Regions from separate parts of the Mus musculus genome. Here all the other regions are linked to region 5. A link is a contact called in public Hi-C, HiChIP or PLAC-seq, Micro-C and promoter capture Hi-C data. All regions are on one chromosome and are shown on one strand. The core of a region is the stretch at or near the end of the contact, and the rest is flanking DNA. Distances in the headings are between cores, read along the strand shown. Region 1 has its middle 84 kb from the start of A830019L24Rik. Region 2 holds the start of Ccn1 (cellular communication network factor 1). Region 3 has its middle 29 kb from the start of Gm33289. Region 4 has its middle 54 kb from the start of A830019L24Rik. Region 5 holds the start of Lmo4 (LIM domain only 4). Region 6 holds the start of Kyat3 (kynurenine aminotransferase 3).

Region 1 (2,700 bases), core at 46-2,545, 1.0 Mb after region 5:
GGGAAAAAAATGTCTGTTTTTCACAGTAACTGTGAAAGTGCTCTGATAATAGGAAACAGAAAACCTGTGCTCAGCCTTCCTCGCCCTGGAGCACCTCCCCCGGAGCACCATATCATCATTTAGATTATCTCAGCTTCACTTCCTTTTACCCTCTTCAGTAGTCAGCTAATTTATCATATTTTACATGCCCTTATTAGCCATAAGAAATGATTTCTGAAAGAAAATGTAGTGTAAATAAATAATCAACTAAACTAATTTTCTTCCACTGCATTGATCAGTTGTTGGGTGGAACTTAATGGATCGATCAGCTTGTTAGGTGCTGAATCCCTTACTTGCTAGGCTTTGGTATAAAGCATAGTTCACCGATACATCTACATTGTCCTAAACAGGACAAACAGTACCGTGTGTGTGTGTGTGTGTGTGTGTGTGTGTGTGTGTGTGTGTGTGTGTGTGATGGGTGTGTGTGTGAAGTGTGTTCATGCTATGGTGTACCTGCGGCAGTCAGAGAACAACTCTCGGGAGTCAGTTCTCTCCTGCCACCTCGTTAGATTCAGGGCTGGAACTCTCATCATCAGACTGACACTAAAATAATTTTACTCACTCAGTCACCTGACCAAGATGTTCCAAAGGCACAAGGTGAATTCTGCTAGTTACCGAACATGCCCATGGAATTCATGATTCCAAAGTTGGGGAAATTACCAGAGTTGGTTCAGGAACGCACCAGGTCCATCCCGAGACAGACATCAGCTGAAGTTCTACCTAGACATGCTTTGGACTCTTGGTTTTTGGGGACATTTGAAGTCTCTTGAAATTAGTGTCAAAACAGAACCAGTGTACAATAGCTCCCACAAAGGTGTGATCTTTTTTCCCCAATGTGCAGAAACCCTGATCAAAATACTAGAACCAGCTCCCTTGTGAGAATCTGGAAGACTAATAGCATAAAGTGTAGACAGTGCAGCAGATTCCTTCAACTAACAGGTCTTGTTTACAAACTCGCTTAAATTGAAAAGTTGCTTCCTTGATTCTGTTTTGGATGCTATCTGTATGACTCATACCTCTCCCGTTTATGCAAATAGAGTAAGAATTCAGCAGACTGTCATCTAAGGTTGTGGTTCCCTTTACAATGAGCCAAAACAAAAGAATTCAGTGGGTCAGACGCATGAGTAAGGCTTTGACCCTGCTGCCATTGAAACAGTCACAGGCATTTTGCAGTTGGTGGTTGTGGAATAGCATGTGGCTCCTGGCACTCTGGGCTCCAATTATCCCCATTGTGTTCACATCTGCAGCGCAAAGTAACATCCCTACTGTGACATCTGCTCTCCGGATAAGAGTGGCCAGACACTGCTCAGGGATTCTGGGGGACGGTGAGGACTTCCTCCACAAATTTACTTTCCCCATTGGTACGAAGAGGGGAGTCTTTCCCAAGTAGGTGAACCAGTGTTATGTAAAAATAGTCAGGAAGTAGGTCTGTGGGTGTGAGTGTGTACTATCTCAGCAGGGCAAAACAGACGACAGTGTGGGGAAACCGAAAAGAAAATATTCACCGTAAAGTTTTGAATCATTAGGTGTTCTGATGTTTGTGACATTAATTCCAACAAGCAATAGTCTTAAATATAAGAACTTGCACAATTTTTTTTCTATCTTCAAAGATGGCTACATAAACTTTTCTTTTCATTTTCACATACAGGGTTAGTACATGCAAATAAATCATCCCAGTCAGATAGAGGAAAGGCGCAGTTGTCTTGCTAGACATGAATGCCATGAATCAAAGACAAAGATGAGGACTGAAGTCCGACACTGATGCAATCTATGATTCTGAAAAAACAAAAACAAAAACCAAGCAACAAAAGACAAACAAACAAACAAACAAACACTGCATTCTGGGTTTACAATGTCACTATCTGTAAAGTACTTTAACTAACAAAAGAATTACAGCTTTTTACCCCAATGTTCCTCCAAGTAGTTCAGCTTTGCCACTTTCTTATATAGAGTACTGTGGGGTTTGGGGTTGGCTTTCTTTTTTTTTTTTTTTTTTTTTTTTTACTTTAATTAAACTTGACTTTAAAAAGTTTATTGATTCTTTGAAATTTTCACTCGTGGAGCCGATGATCCAGATTTGATTCAGAGCACACATATGCCAGCTCACAACAACTTGTAACTCCAGTTCTGAGGAATCTGATACCTTCTTCTGTTCTTCATGGGCACCAAGTACACACAGATACACAGAGAACACAGCAGGAAGATCTTTGCCACACAGATCTGTAGAGAGACCAGCAAGGTTAAGCACACGGGATTATCTTTCTAATAGGAAAAAATGTTTAAAGAAAAGAAGGAGGGAGGGAGAGGAAGGGAAGGGAAGGGAAGGGAAGGGAAGGGAAGGGAAGGGAAGGGAAGGAAAGGAAAGGAAAGGAAAGGAAAGGAAAGGAAAGGAAAGGAAAGGAAAGGAAAGGAAAGGAAAGGAAAAAGGAAACCTGTTCTTCCAGAAAGCTGAGAACAGGAAGTGATTAATAGCCTGGTGGTCTGGGTTATCAGTAGGGCCAGGCCACATCAAGCTCCCACAACCAGACTGGAGGTGGCCAGTAATCTAAATGATCCTTATGGCCAGGGGGTCCCCAAGCTCCCTCAACCAGGACTGGAGATACTTAATCTGTACAGCCAGAGGCTCTTCCAAGCACCCACAACAAAGCCCAGAGGTGACCA
Region 2 (2,700 bases), core at 166-2,665, 1.4 Mb before region 5:
TAAGCAAGATCGCGAAGCTGCAAAGGCAGAGAGGCCCTAAATATTAAAAATGAAGAAAAGCTATCCCAGTTTATGAATGGCATTAATAACCCCAAATAGGGTCTTGTGTGGGAGGGGTGTCTTCAGTTGTATGTTTAATAAGATCTTAAAACCCAACTTCCTCTATTACAGTGTTGCCTTCTAAATCCCTCATGTCTCGGAACTTGGAGGGAGCCACTGCACTACCCTTGAAAAAGAAGGCTTCTAAGTGATCCAAAACAAAGGAGTTAAACACATGGACGGGCCCAGACACACACACACACACACACACACACACACACACACTCACACACACGGGGGGGGGGCAAACAAATACACACAGCGAGACACATAGGGGGCGGTGGGGGAGGGTGTCTGCAAACACCCCGAGTCTTTTTTCCAGCTATCCACAGGGCACAATGGTCCTGTTAGAATCTGTTTTGTCCCGGTAGCTTTTGCACCTGGTGATTTCAGGACAAGTCACTCCACGGTGGTCTCCTCCGCTTCTGCTTTGGCTGCTCAGTTTCCACCGCCGCCAGTCCAGGGAGAGAGGCCAGGAGGGTTGACCCGGCCTCCGGCATCCGTGAGGAAGTGGACGTCAGGCTCCGGGAGAACTCTGCACTCGTTTCCTCTTGGATTTCCAATGCAGGCAGTGGGCTGGAACTAAAACTGGGAACCTCCAAAAACAAACAAGTACAACATACCAAAAAAAAGGGGGAGGGATGAGGGAAGACCTCTGGCTGGAAATATGCCAGCGAAGAGGGAAGCTTCCCTCCCCCCCCCCATTCATAAATGCCACTCCGGGTATTAATTTGCAATACACTTCTCTTGGCTAATAAACATCATGCCAAAGCTTTGGGACTTGATCCGAGCATGCCTCTTTGAAGTCCACAAATAGATCCCTGGCTTAGAAACCAACTCCCCCTCCCCTTTGGACTCTCAGTAGATAACTTTACTCTCACCTTGGTTGTAAACAAGCAAACAGCTCGCTGCCTTTCCCGGTAGGCATCACCAAACAAAACCACTTTTGTTCCTCTGTCTCCCGCCCTCCCATGTCTAGGCAAAGATCTGAAGGGTTCACACCAACACATACACCACGCCCCCCCCCCCCATATACCCTCTTCAATCAAAATCATCACCCTCGCGCCCCAAGCATCCCGCCCTCCCCAAAGGAAGTTGTTATTTAAAGTGGAAAAAAACGAACTTTTTTTTCTCTCTGATGGATCTGAGAAGAGGGGGGAAAAGGTGCAACGGAGCCAGGGGAGGTGCTTGGCAGCAGCCCGCGCCAACCAACATTCCTGAGATGTTTGAGAATTCTAGAACGCGCCGACAGAGCTACGTCACTGCAACACGCGGCGCCTAGGCAGGCATTATAAAGGGCGGGCTCCCGGCGCTGGGGCAGACCGTGAGCGAGAGCGCCCCAGAGAAGCGCCTGCAATCTCTGCGCCTCCTCCGCCAGCACCTCGAGAGAAGGACACCCGCCGCCTCGGCCCTCGCCTCACCGCACTCCGGGCGCATTTGATCCCGCTGCTCGCCGGCTTGTTGGTTCTGTGTCGCCGCGCTCGCCCCGGTTCCTCCTGCGCGCCACAATGAGCTCCAGCACCTTCAGGACGCTCGCTGTCGCCGTCACCCTTCTCCACTTGACCAGACTGGTGAGTTGGATTTTTTTTTTTAACCACTGCTTCCCGGTCTGCCCTCATCGATTCCTTTCCCCGGGCCATGATCTTTCACCGCAGGGAAAGTTAGACTGAAAAGTTCGGAGGTAGCTGTTGCTTTATGCCCAGGGGGCCTCTTCCTGGGACGCAGCCGCTGGGGTGGTCAGGCTGCCGGGACGCGATCGAGACACTTCTGGTGGACGGAGCCCCACAGCCAGACCTAGGCTCAGGGCAGTTTACGTGCCTCCCCGAGCAATGCAAAGCAATCTCACGCGCTTCTCCCTCTTGCAGGCGCTCTCCACCTGCCCCGCCGCCTGCCACTGCCCTCTGGAGGCACCCAAGTGCGCCCCGGGAGTCGGGTTGGTCCGGGACGGCTGCGGCTGCTGTAAGGTCTGCGCTAAACAACTCAACGAGGACTGCAGCAAAACTCAGCCCTGCGACCACACCAAGGGGTTGGAATGCAATTTCGGCGCCAGCTCCACCGCTCTGAAAGGGATCTGCAGAGGTAAGAGGCTTGTGGTTTGGCCCCTTTAAAAAAAATAATAGTCCCCATAGTCCAGAAGTTTAGTAATTTTGAGACCATGTATGGTGGACGCTTTGTTGATGGTAGCTTGGCAGAAAGGCACATGATTTCAGCAGTCTGGAATGCAATTCAGAGTGTCTGGGCCCAACGAAAAGCGCATACGGAAAAGTGATTCCTGACTAACTTATTGTTCAGCTCTGGAGTCTCGGGGGAACTGTAGGGAACTTTACCATACATTGAATTGAACAGCGGAAAATATGTATGAGTTTCAGCCTGTGGCGGCGAATCTTAACCTTCTCCTCTCTCTCTTTTGGTCGTCTTTGCAGCTCAGTCAGAAGGCAGACCCTGTGAATATAACTCCAGAATCTACCAAAACGGGGAAAGCTTCCAGCCCAACTGTAAACACCAGTGCACATGTATTGATGGCGCCGTGGGCTGCATTCCTCTGTGTCCCCAAGAACTGTCTCTCCCCAATCTGGGCTGTCCCAACCCCCGGCTGGTGAA
Region 3 (2,700 bases), core at 64-2,563, 1.3 Mb after region 5:
TTGGTGGATCCACAACACTCAAGAGCAGGTCCCCATACCCTAGAGTATTTGAACAATACAAATTGAATTTGAGGCTGTTACAGTGTTTTTCTGTTTTTTAAGAACATGCAGTTACATGGGTAGAAGTGGGTGTGGGTCTTGGAGGAGTTACAGGGTGAGAGAGTGTGAGCAAAATACATAACATGGAGTTCTCAGAGAATTAATAAAAATACTCCTTTTTTAAAAAAATCAGCGGGCTAATTGGATATGACTGACTTTCAAACTAATAAGATTGTGTGGACTTCGTGAAGAGGCCACGTACTCTGCATATTGTTTTCAAAGGAACTGTGAGCTGCAGCTTTGATTAATTATATTAATTCCTGAATTTAGAACCAAGCTGAAAGCTGTTTAATTCCTGGAGTCCTTTCATGTCCCATACAAGCCTTCACTGGAAGCCCTGAGAAGCACTTTTAGAAGCTGAAATTGTTTTCTCTCTAATCCCCTGGAGACCAATGCAGTGAACTTTATCCTGTGACGCTGCTGAATTCAGTCATGATATAATTAGGGAGAGTTTTATTTTGCTTTGTTTTGGTTTTGTCCGAGTCAAGTCCATGAACTGTAGCTAACACTGGCTATCTTCAAAGCGTTCCAGGGGAAGTTGGCAGCTTATACACACATGCAATAAGAGAGAACAAGGAATATGACAGGCACGGGAGGAGAGCCAGTGTGCCTGGGACCTAGCAGGGAGGCATTTCTACTGTCTTGGAGGCTTGTGTGATATTCTTGTAAGAGTGTTTCCATACTTTCAAAGAGATGTTTCTAATGAGCTACTTGGGATGAGGACCTCAAGGGACATGTTCAAACTAAAAATGATGGTTATTGAGCAAGAACTACATTCAGAAACAAAAGAACACTTTGTTTTCTTGAGCCCTTTCATGGAGTTGGGTAGAGCCAAATTGCTCAGTATAAGAAAGAGATGAATATGCAGAGCCTGGGGTGGGAGGAAGGGTGGATTCAGGAAAAGTATTCGTGGGGAGATGGGGGTGGGGGGATGAAGACAAATGCAATCATCCCTGGAGCACCACGGCTAAAAAGGGACAACAACAACAACAGTAGCAGAAAGTATGGAGTGCTTGTTACTGTACCATGTGGAAGGCTAGCCCTGTCCTCTTCCCTGTGGAGCCTGTGACTCTCACTTAGGCCCTCACAAAAGTCAACTTGAGAGTGAGAGGGAAAGAATGAAGCCATGCAGGAGAAGTTAGTTCTATGTCCGTGAGGGCAGAAAATTACAACCAGGGCTGCTCTGTGGAAGACGTCTGCTGCTGTCTGGCTGACATGGTGTATTGAGAAAGTGAAATAGAGACAAATAGTTCTGGTGAAGGAACAGGGTAATCTTAGGAGGGGCCATGAGAGGAGTCTGAAACATTACGCAACTTCTCTTAGTGCAAATGGGCAACAGTTAAGAAGATTTGAGAAGAGGAATGACATCATCGGGTTAAAATTTGAAATAATTACTTTGGCAGCAATTAAGAGAACAGGCTGAGGAGGCAATGAAGAGATGGAAGGGAAGTGAGAAGCTTTGCAGCATTCCAGGAGAGAAGCGAGAGGCATGAACTGGTGAGCTGTGGAGACAGAGAGGATGAGAGGAACACACCATGGAGACACTTGGAAAAGCTAGCACTAAAAGGTCTCCGTTGGTTAGATACGGCCCAGTGTTCTGATGTTATTAGAGCTGAGGGGTTACCGAGACATTCACATCCTCGCTGGTTACCACTCTTTGATGGAGTTCTCACCTATTATGAGCAGGCCCGCAGGCCCAGGGTTCGATCTCCAGGACCACAGAAGTAAACATGTATAAAATACATACACAATATATAAAATGATATTGTATTCAATATCATATTTGCAGAGAGAAGGGATTATGAGCAAAACATTCTGGCTTTCTTGGACCAACAGACTCCATGTATTGCAGCTCTCCATGCTCAGCTAAGAAAACTTGGGGAAAGTAGGGTGAGTTCACTCGCCTTTCAGGCCCTGAGGTAGAGAGTAAGGATAGCACTCAGTTTCTGACCTGAGAGCGAAGGTATCATTGAGGTGAGAAGGCAGAAGCAGGCTCGGATGCAAATGGTAAGAGACCCTGAAGTCCAATTTTAGACACGTTGGGTTTCAGCAGCCTCCGGGATATAGAAGACAGAAGAACTATCCAGAAAGCAGATTGAGCTTTGTAATCTTAACATTTCAAGTATTCAAGAGCTAGCTTTAAAATATAGTTTAGAAAGTTACTAGATTCTAAGGCTATGTATATGAATGGTTAAGATTTCCCAGGGGTAATTTATACAGAGAAAGGGAGAATCAAGGGGAGAGGGATGAAGAGACAACCCTGGGAAACATCAATATTTACAACATACATAAAGTTCCTGAGAACCGTTATAATAGCATGAGAAAAAAGAAAAACCACCAAGAGAGTCCATAGTCTAAAAGTCAGGGCAAGACAATGTTTGAAGAAACAAGCTAGGGTCAGAGTCCAGTGCTACAGACAGATCAAGTAAGATGAAGAAGCTGAAAATTATCCTTTGGATTTAACAGCAAAGGGAGTCACTATTGATCTTTGCAAAGGCAGTTTTAGGAAAAGGATAGAGAGAAGCCAGACTGAACAATGAAAGCATGTAAGAAAACAGAGATAAAGAAAAGATTTTTTTTCTCTCTCTAAGTTTCAAAGGA
Region 4 (2,700 bases), core at 60-2,559, 1.0 Mb after region 5:
TGTCTTGAAGAGACTAAAGTACTTTCAGATAGCCCCTCCCATTGTAATCCTCAATATGAGATGTAGAGAATGAAAGGGAGGGGGAGACAGGATGAATACAGGACCAGAAAGCCAGGAAGTGCCTCCTCCCTCACACTAGCATCTTCTGCTCTGGAGGTTGCCCTGAAAAGAAGAGCTGAAACTGAGAAGCCATGATCTGTCCAACACGGATCGTTGGGAGCCATGGGATATCTAAGTCCCATATCCTTAAGCATTTATTGAGGGAAATGTGTTACTCTTTGACGTAATAATCAAGTAGAAGCATGTGCTCAACGACAAAGGCATAATCCATAAACATACTCAACCACTCATTTCTTTTTCCTAATTAACTTCTATGTATGTGTATATGTGCGTGTAAGTGAGACTGTGCCACATGGATGAGTGTCCACACCAACCAGAAGAGGGTGTCAGATCCCCTGGAACTGAACTCAAGGGCTCTGGAAACCTGGGAAGTGCTCCTCCCTGCCGAGCCATCGCTCCAGGGCCCCAATCATTCATTTCTACAGTATTTCAGAGAGCTTCTATTGTATGGAGGTAAGGTGCCATCTTTAGGCTTAGGAACACTGGTCAGATAAATCTCAGGTCCTGAGGAAGCTGATAGCCTGAGAATGTTGCAGGACAGAGGTATCATCTCTGCTTCAGTGGGTCAGGATTTGATGCAATGTCTTCGACTTATGGTACTTATAAGGTACCATCCACATATTTTTTCTCCTTCTGGGCCATAATAAAGTGAGTTTAAAGAATCTGTAGACATCACCTTTATCCTCTCTTGTTTGTCAAAAAAAAAAAAATCCACAAAAGTAAAATGCCTTGTTCAAGATTATTTATAATTTAGAAGCAAGTCTGAGAGAAGAATGTAAGCTTCCAGCCCAGCTTTTCTTTCCTAGTAACACCACACTCTGAATCCTTTAGAGGAATGAGGCATTAGCTACATTTGCACACAAAGTACAAATTGCTTCCTTTATTAGAACATCCAACTCTGTCATTTTCTTGCCTTTCAACTGACTTTCAGCACCTCTACTCCGGAATCAGTCTAGCAACCTACCGCAACAAAATGCACAACTCTTTATACATATTTTATCATTTCTTTTAAGTCTCACTTTACAGGATTTCTAAGTTTTTCTCTGGTGTCTCTGGTATCCTGATTTTAGTTAATAGCAATGAAACAAGAGCAAAAAAAAAAAGTAAAATCCAAGTCCTTGATCTGGGCCTGTTTAGTGAGCAAGGGAAAGAAAACACGGGGCTGGAGGCACATGAAAACACGTCAATCAGCTGTAATTGCTCTCCGAGAGGAACTCTCTTCCTGCAAGTAAAAACAAGCTCGTCCCCAGTACAGGGCTTTGTAGTGACGACTAATCTACTAATGACCAGCTCGGCGGTTCTCCTCACATTGGCTCAAAATGAACATTTGATAAAACATGACAGAAAAGGACACCCTGACCAAGTCACAAATCTTCAACAATGTCATAAAGGACATATGTGTGTGTGTGTGTGTGCGTGCATGTGTGTGTGTGTGTGTGTGTGTGTGTGTGTGTGTGTGTGTGTGTGTGTGTGTGTGTGTGCATGTGTGTGTGTGTGTGTGTGTGTGTGTGTGTGTGTGTGTGTGTGCATGTGTGTGTGTGTGTGTGTGTGTGTGTGTGTGAGTGTGTGTGTGTGTGTGTGTGCATGTGTGTGTGAGTGTGTGTGTGTGTGTGTGTGCATGTGTGTGTGAGTGTGTGTGTGTGTGTGTGTGCATGTGTGTGTGTGCATGTGTGTGTGTGTGTGTGTGTGCGTGTGTGTGTGTGTAATCTTTAAACATAGGAAGTAATGGTGTTACTGCATTTTAGCATCATTGACTTCTGAGAATTCTAATGACATTATGCATTTCATAGTTACTGAAATGGCACAGATATATATACCAGAACTCTGCCACATTTAAAAATACTCTAGTTGTACAACGATTCTTTTTTAAAAGTAAAATAGCCCAGATTTGGCCTGAAGACATGAAAACCACACCCTTGGGAGTGATATCTAAAGGCTATATTTGGCTAGATATATTTAAAGACAGTTTTAAAATATTTTCAGTATAATTTTCTATTAGTTTGGAGCATACTTAAATGGAAACACTAATCTCTACAACAAAAGGCAGAGGGCAAATACCCTCTGCAAAAAAGAAAGGAAAGAAGGAAGAAGGAAAGGAAGCAAGGGACGGAGGGAGGGACAGAGGGAAGGAGGAAGGGGGAGGAAGACAGGGAAGGAAGACGACCACCCACCTAATCTATTACCACTGTCTTTATTCTTTACCACAAACTTTAGTTCTGTATTTTTGAATAACACCAGATTTAGAAAATAGAAACAAACTAGAAGGCATAGACATTCACTCCAGTGTGGAAACAAAATAAGATCAACAATAAAGTTTACAATAAACTCTAGCTGAAGGCCCATTGTGATTGTCACTTAAACAATTAAAGGTTGATGCCACCCTTTAGAGAATGACTTCATGGAATTTCTTTATTCTCAAAGTCACCGATGCTGTAATGCAATAATACCATTATTTCCTATGTTTAAAGATCACACACACACATACACACACACATGTATAGATACACACACACTGTGTGTGTGTGTGTGTGTGTTTGTGTGTTTGTGTGTGTGTGTGTGTGTATACTTTCATGGCATTCT
Region 5 (2,700 bases), core at 191-2,690:
TGGTTTCATAGGCAATATTTATTCCTTTGCCCTAATTTTGGCAGTTTAAAGAACCAAAATTCTGCACACAGCTGCTAGGACTGTAGATTTTTTGCCTGATTTTTCTTCAACTTCCTTTCTTCCAAGCTTCTCCCACAAGACTGGTTTTAGTTAATGATACTTAGCAGTACAGCTTTGCACTTCCATGATAATTTCCAACAGAAAAATCTCTCTGGAACTTACTATTAATAATCAACCCTAGTATTAACCTCAGATCGGAGATTTATTAAACCTATTTGGCAGAGTAAAGTTGAATAACTTGATGTTCAAGGATCCAGGCTGAGCTCTGGCCCTGGAAAGAGGCTCTGAAGCTAGCTAGCATTCCTCAAATCTTGGTTTGTACAAGAAACGACTAGTCTTTTTTCAGGGTCGTGAGCTAGCAGCAGGTCTGGCAAATGCTCGCATCGCTTTAGGGGGCTACGAGGGAGCTAGCATCACACCCTCTACACTGAAGCAGAATGGTGAGCAAAAAGCTTTGCCCATAAAGTTTCCTTCATCTCTGAAAACCAGGGTGTGATTTGCATTCACCAGCAACTGACAAGCATCTATGAAATGCCTCCTCCTTCCAGTTTACACTGGGGTTAATGGGAGCAAGATGGGGTTAAGCTGGCAGTACTTAGGTAGGAACTACTTCCCACTTTGCTTAAGGTTTTGAAATCTGCAACCCGAAGAATTAAACAAAACACCCGCTTTTGCACCTCCCTCCGGCAGAATGAATCCTCTACCCTAACAGGAAGAGACCCATTTCTGGGAAAGTAAGTTTCCCGAGGGTCTGTTCTCTGAGCCAGGGAAGGCGATCCCCGAGGCCCTGCGGGGGCGGGCTCCACGCGTCCTCGCGCGCTGGGCAGGCAGGTGTGGTCCTGAGCCTGGGCACGCGCTCGCTGGCCGCGTCCCCCGCGCCACCCGGGTCCCTTCTCGTGCCCCGACCCCGGGCCCCCCCCGCCTTCCCGGGCCCGGCCGGCTCAGCCGCCCGCCTCGCTCCCCGCCCCCCGAGTCTCGTTTCAGTCACCCTTTGTCCTTCCCCGGATTGGCAGGTTTTATTATTCCGCCTGAACAATCCGGCCGCCCAGTGGCTGAGGGTCGCTGACGTCGGCGGCAGAGCCGGGGAGTAGTTGGGATTCTGCTCTGTCAGTAACACATGTGTAAGCGCCGCCGAAGGAGCGAGCGAGCCGGCTAGAGGCCCGCGCCGCCGCCTCCTCCGAGCCGGGCAGCAGCAGCGGGGCAGCCGATCGGTCCAGCGCTCCCGGCCGGCCCGCAGCTCCCCACTCCGTGCGTCCTCGTACCGGCCGCGGGACCGAGCCTGCACCGCCGCTCCCGGGCCGCAGGTCGCGGGAGGGGGGAGCTCGGCCGAGCCGCCGGCGGCCCCGAGCGGGCGGGCGGGCGGGAGGAAGGCGGCGGCGGAGGAGGAGGAGCGCGGGCGCGGCGGGGGCGGGGGCGCGTACAAAGTGAAGCCACATTGCCAAACTTGCAGCCGCGATTGCAGCAGTGGCTGCTGCTGCGCCGCGCGGGCCCGGCCGAGGGAGCCTGCAGCTGCTCGCGCGCAGCCGGGGGCTGAGGACCGGGACCCTCGGGCTGAGACTTGACACTTCTTCGCCGGGCCGCCTGCCACTTAGCGTGGGGCTCCCTCTACCCGCCCCAGAGCCACGCGATTAAAAAAAAAAAAAAAAAAAAAAGCAGCCCTTAGCCCCCTCCTCCCCTTTCCTGCTTCTGCGAGAACTCCCTCCCTCCCTCCAGCTCCGCCAGCCCCAGCGCCCCTGCCCTGGAAGCCGAGCGGCTCCGCTCGCATTTCGCCGCCGCCGCCGCCTCTCGCAGTGTTGCAATATAGGGGAGAAGCAGGTAAGGGGGTGGCTGGGGACGCCGCGGGCCCGGAGGGGACGAGGGAGAGAGGGAGGGGGGAACTGATCGGGGCCGGGGCTGTTTTCTTTGGCTTCCTTCCCTTGACCGTCCCAAATTGCAAGTAAACAATACGTCGCCTTAGATAATGCGTGAGTCTGAAACTACCGGAGGCCGGCCTGCGAGCTAGCAAGGAGGGCAGCCCCGGGCCGCCAGCTTTGTAGCGGTTCCTTGCTTACAAAAGGGTTCTTCTTGGAGACGGGGCTGGTGGGGACCCTGGAGAGGGCTGGGGGCAGTTCCAGTTCCTAAAGGAAAGGCAGGGGCTGCTCAGATGAGAAGTGGTGTGTGCGTGGGTGGGGGCGATAGTCAAGACCCCCCCCCCAACACTGTTTGAAACAGGGAACGAAAAGCTCTAAGTGACCAGGAGCTGGCATTGCTGATTCTTTTAAAAAGAATTCCTCTTGGCTTATAAGTCTTTTGTTCCAATCCAGGAGAAATCCGGTGAATCACCTAATTAAAATCAAGACATGAATTAAGCATCCATTTTTGTACTACAAATGGCCAGCGCTACGTTTGTCCCTCCCTTGGTCTCCATTAAAAAACACCAGAGACGTTGTTAAAGGGGGGCAGATTTTGCCTCTAGCTGCCAGCTCTGCTTTCTATTTCACTGACTATCCCAGGACCTAAATTGCTTGGCTATGTAATTACTAGAGTATAAGCCTATTTAACTTAAAAGCTTTCTTTTTTTTTTTTTCCAACTCTAAATGAAACTTGATGAGGGCCCGTCCTTAGTTATCAGGGGAGTCACTTTCTGGTCAGTCCTCTTGA
Region 6 (2,700 bases), core at 105-2,604, 1.5 Mb after region 5:
TAAAGTTTAGTGCTCTGAATTTACCACTCAAACTACCAAGTTACAAATCTGACCCATAGGAGGTATACAGACATAAAGAATAGTTGTGTTAGCAATCTGAAAACGTCAGGAACCTTCAGGTTACCTAAAAGCTCAAGAAAGATTTATCAGAGACAGCCTCTTGATAAATAACACTGCTCCCTTTATTTTCACCACATGCCATACCTGTTAGCCGGGTTCTAGAGTGTTTATAAAGTTCGCTAATTGCAACAGAGCGAGGTGAACAGGGTTCTAGCTTTCAAAGTACAGAGGCATTCAAGGCCATATGAAGAGGTGAAGCATGAATAAAAAACACAGTCAAGTTTATCAGCATAAGTGTTAAGAGGCATTATCAGCATAAGAGTTAAGAGGCACCATTCAAAACGGGCTTTAAGGCCGCGTGAAAGTGAGATTCTCTCACAAGGGAAGCGGTATGGTCACCTGATGCCGAAATTAGGGTACCGCACACAGGCAAAAGTTGAACAGATTTACAGGCTGGCTGGCTGCAGCCCTGAGCAAGCTTCCCGTGTGCCACCTACCTACCCAGCAGCCCATAGGTGGAACACTGAATGGAGGTGCTTAGGGGCGAGCGGCTCAGATCTACAAGAATGCTTGACCTTCAGACACCACCAATTAAGACTGCTTTTGTCTTTTGCAAAGCTCCGAAAAGATAATCTCAAGCTTCTGGTTTAACTGCTTTTCCAACCCTGAACTTTCGCCTTATCTGGGCTAGGGAGGTAGCTCAGTTAGTAGGGATGAAGCTCTGGGTTCCAACCTAGGCACCGAATAAAACCAGCAGCGGTGGCGCACACCTCTAATCTTAGCACTGGGTGTGTGGGTCGGGTGTGTGGGAGTGGAGATAGGAGGATTAAAAAGTTCCTTTGCCACAAAACTACTTCCAGAAGAAGAGACTGTCTCAAGAAACAAACACAAACATCTTTCACGGATGAACTGAAGTCAGTATTGCCCTTGCAAAGGTGCGTTCTAAACACCCAGACTACACAATCAAGAGTAAAAGGGACAAGGGTGGACTTTTCTCCAAAGAAAAGCCTGTCAACCCCAAGATAAATCCCACAGTCTCCGCTGTGGTCCGACCATGTGCCTAGTACGGGCGCTTCTCCTGCCCGCCGACCTCCCTTTGGCTCCCGGCTCCGCAAACTCTGTATGCCCCGGGCCGAGTCACCGCTCACTACGTCCCGCCCGCTTACATCGTTCTCCTGGTTCCAATGCGTCCCTGGCCTTAGTCCGGAGGTCGCTAGGTGTCGCCGGGGTTCCTGGCGGAATGCACTCGGGGATCCAGAAGCAGAGTGCAGCAGGAACCCTCCTGATTGTAGAGGAGGCGGGGTGGAGGCGGTTCGTGGCTCTGACCAGGGATTGGCTCCGGTATCAGGGCTAAGGCTACAGATTGGTTACGGATTTCTCCAATCGTGGCGCGCCCTGTGAGAGTGCACAAGAAGCTCCCAGGCTAGGGGACAGGGCGTGGCCTTGGCTGAGTATCCAGGAAAAAGTGGAAGTGTGCGACTGTTTGGAGCAGAACTGTTTTTAAATCTCCGCTGCGTGGATTCGAAGCAGGTTCTAGGAGAAAGACTTGAAAATGCTTGAGAGGCCGGCCTGTGTAGTTGTCTATGTGTTCCCTCTGATGGGGAGAGAGGAGGGAGAGGGAATCTTTCCTTCGGAACTGTAAAGTGATGCAGGACCTAAAAGGCGGAGGAAGTGACACTGAAGCGGGAGGACAAGCTGTTAAGAGCACAGCTTGGGGGTTAGATTTTCTTCCTCTTGCGTTTAAAGGAGTCGAGGTGTTGTAGTTCACGAGAGCGGCTGAACGCTGTACTCACGCCTGTAGGAAGGAACAAAAGCGGATTTGGTTGGATGCACTGACCTTGCCACAGTGAGCCAAGCGCTTCTGTATTTTGTTACGAACATTAAAGGTGCTCATTGTAAGCAAGGGCACAGGCAGGCTGCTGAACTGACCGACCCATGGTGGGAAGAAGATGTTTACCTAAGATATAGGAGAGAGAGAATAACTAGAGGATTTGGGGAAAGTCCAAAGCAGTTATGGGAAGAGAGCAGAGAGGCAGACTGGCAAGGGCTGTCTCTCCAGAGCAGAGGGAATAGCAGGAAAAACCTTGCGAGTTATAAAGAAAAACCGGTGGCTGCAGCTTCAGGTGTGTGTGTGTGTGTGTGTGTGTGTGTGTGTGTGTGTGTGTGTGTTTGTCCTGTGAATTGGAACAGCCTGGAAGTTTAGAATAGAAGGGGAGGAGGGCTTGAGAGCTCTGTGGCTTTGGTAGGCACTTTGTATCTTAATAGGCAAGTGGATTTTCCTGGCAGACAGAAGGTTTCAGAGGTCCTTAAGGATGAGGGTGAACTTTTGTCTCTCCCTGAAATTCTACAGTGGAGCTTGAGGTGAGGCAAGCCTTCATTTTGAACCCAGTCAGCGGGTCTGTCCATATTCGGGATTCTTGGAGTTTTCCCCTTTGGACCTAAAACTCATGACGATCTGGAATGGCTTTATCTGCAGTCGGTGTTCTGTTGATATTGCTGAGGTTGAATTGGGGAACATCGCAGTTCGTTCTCAAGGTTTTTGAGGCTAAGTGGCTGCTCGGTGTCCCTTTCCTTTCTCTCTCTTCTCCTTTTCACATACAACCATTACAGTAAGCTGCTAGTTTCTTATTTCAAAACACA

The links. Promoter capture Hi-C pulls out the DNA fragments that hold promoters and counts their contacts. A called contact is a pair of places that touch in the nucleus more often than the background predicts. HiChIP or PLAC-seq counts read pairs in DNA pulled down with a chosen protein or histone mark.
Region 1: an H3K27ac HiChIP or PLAC-seq map of embryonic stem cells shows a contact between it and region 5, with 5 times the contacts expected there. The contact joins the enhancer-like site here to the promoter of Lmo4 in region 5. A contact is called at or near these places in 6 of 39 promoter capture datasets (the 3T3-L1 cell line, the C10 cell line, the SN4741 cell line and 3 more), 1 of 484 Hi-C or Micro-C datasets (muscle stem cells) and 10 of 115 datasets of contacts at active chromatin or transcription factors (craniofacial prominence, embryonic forebrain, embryonic midbrain and 5 more).
Region 2: a Micro-C map of embryonic stem cells shows a contact between it and region 5, with 6 times the contacts expected there. The contact joins the promoter of Ccn1 here to the promoter of Lmo4 in region 5. A contact is called at or near these places in 1 of 39 promoter capture datasets (liver) and 1 of 484 Hi-C or Micro-C datasets (embryonic stem cells).
Region 3: a Hi-C map of uterus shows a contact between it and region 5, with 2.5 times the contacts expected there. The contact joins the enhancer-like site here to the promoter of Lmo4 in region 5. A contact is called at or near these places in 8 of 39 promoter capture datasets (3T3-L1-derived adipocytes, the C10 cell line, embryonic stem cells and 4 more), 1 of 15 datasets of contacts at CTCF or cohesin (large pre-B cells), 2 of 484 Hi-C or Micro-C datasets (myocytes and uterus) and 9 of 115 datasets of contacts at active chromatin or transcription factors (acute myeloid leukemia, astrocytes, embryonic forebrain and 6 more).
Region 4: a contact with region 5 is called in an H3K27ac HiChIP or PLAC-seq map of extraembryonic endoderm stem cells, with 5 times the contacts expected there. The contact joins the enhancer-like site here to the promoter of Lmo4 in region 5. A contact is called at or near these places in 5 of 39 promoter capture datasets (3T3-L1-derived adipocytes, the C10 cell line, cranial neural crest and 2 more), 10 of 115 datasets of contacts at active chromatin or transcription factors (the NIH/3T3 cell line, bone marrow-derived macrophages, craniofacial prominence and 7 more) and 1 of 9 other capture datasets (embryonic stem cells).
Region 6: a promoter capture Hi-C map of the SN4741 cell line shows a contact between it and region 5, with 7 times the contacts expected there. The contact joins the promoter of Kyat3 here to the promoter of Lmo4 in region 5. A contact is called at or near these places in 11 of 39 promoter capture datasets (the 3T3-L1 cell line, the C10 cell line, the SN4741 cell line and 6 more), 2 of 484 Hi-C or Micro-C datasets (B cells and uterus), 4 of 115 datasets of contacts at active chromatin or transcription factors (astrocytes, embryonic stem cells and stem cell-derived neural progenitor cells) and 1 of 9 other capture datasets (liver).

The regions. Positions count from the first base shown.
Region 1 is chr3:143,157,231-143,159,930 of GRCm38.p6, reverse strand. No RefSeq gene overlaps it. Among named protein-coding and RNA genes, the nearest start is that of A830019L24Rik, 84 kb to the left of the region's middle. Within about 2 kb of position 1,295, at least 46 of the 459 cell types and tissues checked have an H3K27ac peak or open chromatin away from gene starts, as enhancers often do. A contact at or near this core is called in the SN4741 cell line, embryonic stem cells, muscle stem cells and 1 more, where this site is marked.
Region 2 is chr3:145,648,700-145,651,399 of GRCm38.p6, reverse strand. Ccn1 (cellular communication network factor 1) reads left to right here and starts at 1,415. Exons shown (of 5, transcript NM_010516.2): 1 at 1,415-1,670; 2 at 1,965-2,178; 3 at 2,523-2,700. The coding sequence starts at 1,608. It overlaps Gm17501 (a long non-coding RNA gene), which reads right to left and starts at 1,323. Exons shown (of 3, transcript XR_003954574.1): 1 at 480-1,323; 2 at 1-17.
Region 3 is chr3:142,939,759-142,942,458 of GRCm38.p6, reverse strand. No RefSeq gene overlaps it. Among named protein-coding and RNA genes, the nearest start is that of Gm33289, 29 kb to the left of the region's middle. Within about 2 kb of position 1,313, at least 27 of the 459 cell types and tissues checked have an H3K27ac peak or open chromatin away from gene starts, as enhancers often do. A contact at or near this core is called in astrocytes and uterus, where this site is marked.
Region 4 is chr3:143,187,755-143,190,454 of GRCm38.p6, reverse strand. No RefSeq gene overlaps it. Among named protein-coding and RNA genes, the nearest start is that of A830019L24Rik, 54 kb to the left of the region's middle. Within about 2 kb of position 1,309, at least 5 of the 459 cell types and tissues checked have an H3K27ac peak or open chromatin away from gene starts, as enhancers often do. A contact at or near this core is called in craniofacial prominence and extraembryonic endoderm stem cells, where this site is marked.
Region 5 is chr3:144,203,995-144,206,694 of GRCm38.p6, reverse strand. It overlaps Lmo4 (LIM domain only 4), which reads left to right and starts at 1,440. Exons shown (of 5, transcript NM_010723.3): 1 at 1,440-1,875.
Region 6 is chr3:142,699,702-142,702,401 of GRCm38.p6, reverse strand. Kyat3 (kynurenine aminotransferase 3) reads right to left here and starts at 1,354. Exons shown (of 14, transcript NM_001293560.1): 1 at 1,227-1,354.